Regions from separate parts of the Gossypium hirsutum genome. Here region 1 is linked to region 2. A link is a contact called in public Hi-C data. All regions are on one chromosome and are shown on one strand. The core of a region is the stretch at or near the end of the contact, and the rest is flanking DNA. Distances in the headings are between cores, read along the strand shown.

Region 1 (2,700 bases), core at 79-2,578, 160 kb before region 2:
AACAATGGTGGAGTGTGTGTTTGGATTCAAACGCAGCTGTAGCGGTGAGGTGAGAATAAAAAATGACTATTAAGGACATCATATTAGAATTGATATATAATAAAAGTTTTTAAATTATTTTAATTTTATAAAATTATTAAAATATGTGAATTTATAAACTAATTTAATAAAATATTAAAATGTATCTTCCAATATTTTATTATAAATATTTTAATAAATTATATAATCAATTTAAATTATTTAATAGATAAAATGATAATTATTTTTAATTTTTTATAGTTAAATATTCTTTTATAACAATGATAAATATTATTTTCACAAATAGTAACATTATACTTGGATCAAATTTTGAAGTATCTAAACGGATGATTTGTAACTTTCAAGATTGGGAAAGAAATTAGTTTAACTTTCAAGGATAAAATGGTAAAATAATAAATAAAATTATGGGTATTTTTGTCTGTTAAAAATACCAACAGCTCAGTGAATTTCAATTACTGCTGAAACTTCCAACTGATTTTCAGCATATCAGTGTGGTGGAAATGCCTCTTCACTGAACTGGCATACTGAACCAAATAGCATAACAGTGAGGTTGGTAGCAGATATTTACCCCAACTGCACTTCGCTGGCATTAAAAGCCAAATCAAAGGAGGCCTAATAGACATAGTATTATTTCTAATGAGATAGCAAAAATAATAAATGTATGAATAACGGCATGTAATAGATAATAATTTTTTTTTGTATTTTAAATGATCAATTACTTTTAATTCAATTTATTTTTTTTAATTGGTCTAATCTATCCATTATTCTTTTTACATGAAAATATTATGGTTAAATTTTAGTTTTAATCCTTCTAATTTCTAATAAATTTTAATTTTGGTCCATATATTTCACTTAATTTTGAGATTTAATTTATATCTATATACTAAGGAAGGCCTTACATAACACCTATCTATTCATTGTTTTTTCAAAATATTTTTAAGACTGAATTCAAATTAGAATTGTCTAAATTATTCGTTTCTCTATTTAAAATAATAAGTAAATATTCTTTATTTAAATTTATTTATAAAAGTGTATAAATGTTTGTATAAAATTATTTTTTTTATTTTTTTAAACAATAAAACAGATTAAACCGAGTCAGCTCAAAGTCAAAAACTATAAACCCAAGCCCGACCATGAGTACAATTTTTCTATGAATAACGAAAACGACACCGTAATCAAACATGAATGTGTTATTCTTGGGCTTAGCCCGTTAGGGAATATTCTCTCCCTGAAGCCCACATTAAGAAAATACTCTTGCCCCAGTTACTGTAATAGGCTTGCAATTGCAAACCCATAAACGTTGCCGTTTTGGTGTTTCAAGTCGAACCGATTCTATCGAAGGCATCGTGAAAACGCCTCAATTAATCGGGAGATTTTTTTTTTTCCAGTTCCTTGGTTGTACAGCTCTGCTCGGCGACGATCTGATCGTCTTCATCCGCCGGATTAACACCAGCTTCAATCAAAATCAATGGCTGCAATCTTCGCTCGTAACTCTCTCAACGCTCTCCGAGCTCGACACCTCGTAAGAACTCGTTTCTTCATCCTCCTCTAGAACCTAATCATTATTTTGCTTTTCAGATCTTTTTATCTAGATTTAAGCTAAATAATTTCGTAATATTTTTTATCAAAAAAACGATTTTTAGTTCAATTTTCTTTTGTAAGGATTTTTTTTTTTTGAAAATTTTTATGAATGTATATATATGTATAGGCTGTGTCAGGGCAAGTGTTGCAGGGTTCACAACACTACGGGTTGCGACTCAGTTCACGCTCATATGGCACGCAGAAAGGTTGGCCTTTTATTTCATCGTCTTCTCATTTTTATCTAAACCTCAATGTTTACATGTTTATATGTCATGGTTTGAATTTCGAAAAGAGTGTGGAAATGGTGTAAAATGCAGTTCCTTTTCTATTTGGATTCATTGGTCTACCAGAAATACAACTAGAACAGTTTTACCAGATCGGTCGGAACACAAATCGCTACATTTTGTAAAACCTAATTCGATAGGGTACTCTTCTCTGGATCATTTGTTAGGAACGAAATGCTATTTATTGGAACCTAAAACATTTCTTTGGAACTTTTATGTATATGTATGTATATAGCTTTTATATTTATATAAACACATAATTCTGAATAAATAAAATTTGAAGTTTTGTGAATTATTTGTTTTACTCAATAATATTATAATAAACCTTGTGTTAGGGGATCACTAGTCTTACTGAATTGGATCGCTAGTGTTTCTTGACTGGGATCATGCGAACCAATTCAGAATTTGCTGTAGAAATAGTGATTTCTTGTAACAGAGCTCTAGAAAATGCATATGAGTGCTTTTAAGTGCATAGCTAATGATCCCCACGTTTGTTCATGGATGTTTTTATTTGTAAATTGTAGATGATGAAGAAAGAGAGCAGCTTGCAAAGGAGATTTCAAAGGACTGGAGTTCTGGTAATGTAGTGCGCCAGAATGTCTCTGTTTCCATTGCTTTTTACATCATTTTCTTTTAGGAAGTGATTGGTTTCTCGTATTCTGCACAATTGCAGTTTTCGAAAGAAGCATAAACACGCTGTTTCTAACTGAAATGGTTCGGGGTCTCATGCTGACACTCAAGTACTTCTTTGAAAGAAAAGTTACTGTAAGCATCTTCCTAATCATTCTCTTTGGGC
Region 2 (2,700 bases), core at 50-2,549:
CTTTTAGCAAATTCTTCAACAGTAGCACTGTCATCAAAGCTCCCAACCATGTGATCATAAGCAAGGGCACTAGCTGGGCAATTCTCTGAAGGGTCCAAAACCATAACTTTAATGGCCATCTTGGAAGCTGCTTGGCATAACATACGACCCAATTGCCCTCCTCCTAATACACCAACTATCTTTTTGGATAGATCATGAACTGAAGAATCATGGTCCTTCCTACAAAAAAGAAAGCAAAAAAAACCATTTGAACGTAAATAAGTCACAATAACAAAAAAGACTCAAAGTTTGTATTCTTTTGTTTTCGTTGGAAACATATAAATTGCCAGAAAAATAAAAAAACCTGTGAGAGGAGTCAGTCTCGTGAGAGTCACATGAGGCGCGGCAAGCGAAGGTGGGATTGTAGAGTTTCGAAGAAGAAGAGTGCCAGAGGCGATGGTTGCGGTTGCGGTTATCGGCCGCGATAGATACAGAGAAGAAGCGGAGTGAGAGAGATGATGGTGGCCGGGAAAGAAACTGAGATGGCTCGAAAGAAAATACTGCTTCAAAGGTGGGGCTCGAAAACACAGCCATTGATAGCTGCGTTTCTTATCAAAACAAAAGATCTACTGCTTGAAAGTACCAGCAATTGATAGCTACAGATAAAAAAACAGATTAAATCCGGCAAATGAGATGTTCAGCGTATCCAAACTCAAAGAGATAAATAATCGTCGGAAAAAAATTTCAGAGAAAACAACTAGATTGTGACAAAAGAAATCCAAATCTGAGCTTTGAAACGCAAGAAATCTTCAAAAAAAAATTTAAAATTAATCTGTTTCAACTTAATCTAACAATAAAAAACAAAATGAAAAGTAAGCAAAAAAAAAAGCGAAATCAACCGAAAAAAATGAAAAAAAAACGTAACTGAAAATGCAGATTAAAAATCAAAGGTATATTTTGATTTTCTTTACAAAAAATTCAAAATAGATTCAATCTATTTGAAACTAAATCTAACAATGAAAAGTACGCAAAAAAAAACAACTAAATCAACCAGAAAAAAAATGAAAAAATGAAGAAAAAAATACCTGAAAATGCAGATTGATATTTTATGGTGGCCGTGCTTTTTGTGCTTTTTGTGCTTTTTTGTGTTCAAGGGGGGCGCCTGTATTTATGCTTTTTTGTTTTAAGCTTTCCCTCCTTGGAATAGGGACCTATTTTTGTTTCAAGGGCGCCGCCGTGATCTGGTCTGGTTGGTTTTACCTATTAAGGATTCGTTGAGAGCCGTATACGGTGGAGATTACGTAGATAAGCCTTTGGTCTAAAAATTATAGGGACAATAACCAATAAAAGCCCCTTTATTTTTAAAATTACCAAAATGAGACAGGTCCTGAATTAATTACCGAAATGGACCCTTTCCCCAAAAAACGCGTCCACGTGAGCGCGTTGTCAGGGGATAAAGTAGGAAAACGCTTCCTCAAAGAAGCGCTTTGTCCACGTGGATAGAAAACGCTTCCTTGAGGGCGCGTTTTGTATCCACGTAGACAATACGCTTCCTTGAAAAAGTATTTTTCCCATTTTTTAGGGTTTAGGATTTTGGAGTTTTTGAGATTTTAGATTTTAGGGTTTTAAGGGAAAAATTAAATAAATAAGGGTTTAGGATTTCTTAATTAAATTAACTATAAATTTTAAAAAATTAGATTAGGGTTTAGCATTTATAGTTTTCAAGGAAAAAATCAAATAAATTAGGGTTTAGGGTTACTTGAGTAAATTAATTATAAATTTAAAAAAAATAGATTAGGGTTTAGTGTTTAAGGTTTTTAAGAAAAAATCTAATAAATGTAATTTTTATTCGTTATATATTTTAAACTCTTTTAAAAAATAAAATAATAAAATTAAATGTTTTTAGTAAAAATTAAATTTATTAAAAGATTTTTTTAATAATAAATTAAAAATAAAATATATAATGAATTTTTGTATTTTCAAATTTTAAAATAGAAAAAGAATTTTTTATGAAAAACAAAAAAAAGAGAGTTAAAAGTTTATATATATATTAAATTTATCTTTTTTTGTAATTTTAAATTTATAATAAATTAAAAATATTAATATAATATAATACGCAAAAAAATGAAATTTAATATAATACAATCATATTAATAATAGAATATTTTAGGGATAATAATTCCTTAAGGTCTTAAGATCATGGGTAAATTTTTTATTGGTTGTTAGAGAATGATTTATAAATAAGTATTAATAACTTTATTTAATGGAATTTAACATAAATTTTAATATTTTAATATTTAATATATATTTTAAACTGTAGAAGTTTAAATTCAAAATTTGAGAAAAAATATAATAATTGTAATTAACATTTAACTATATTTAAATAAAGTTAGACTTAATAAATATTTTATAAATAACTTATAATTTTTTAAAATTTATAATTAATTTAATTAAGAAACCTTACACCCTTATATATTTAACTTTTTCCCTTAAAACCCTAAAATTTAAAATCCTAAAAATTCTCAAACCTTAATCTTAATTGGAAAAAATCCTAAACCTTAAAAAATAGAGAAAGTGTTTCCTCAAGGAAGCGCTTTGTCCACGTGGACACAAAGCACTTCCTTGAGGAAGCGTTTTCCTGCTTTATCCCCTGACAACGCATTTTTGGGAAAATTTATCTATTGTGATAATTAATTCAAGACCTGGCCCATTTCGGTAATT

Evidence for each region. Hi-C and Micro-C count contacts between places; a contact is called where the count stands out from the background.
Region 1: a Hi-C map of leaf shows a contact between it and region 2, with 2.4 times the contacts expected there. The contact joins the promoter of LOC107920160 here to the promoter of LOC121225607 in region 2. A contact is called at or near these places in 2 of 34 Hi-C or Micro-C datasets (both in leaf).

Annotation. Positions count from the first base shown.
Region 1 is chrD13:3,510,745-3,513,444 of Gossypium_hirsutum_v2.1, reverse strand. LOC107920160 (NADH dehydrogenase [ubiquinone] iron-sulfur protein 8-B, mitochondrial) reads left to right here and starts at 1,328. Exons shown (of 8, transcript XM_016849703.2): 1 at 1,328-1,561; 2 at 1,748-1,826; 3 at 2,429-2,482; 4 at 2,578-2,669. The coding sequence starts at 1,508.
Region 2 is chrD13:3,354,651-3,357,350 of Gossypium_hirsutum_v2.1, reverse strand. It overlaps LOC121225607 (phosphoribosylaminoimidazole carboxylase, chloroplastic), which reads right to left and starts at 1,299. Exons shown (of 17, transcript XM_041109988.1): 1 at 1,065-1,299; 2 at 344-635; 3 at 1-219. The coding sequence starts at 573.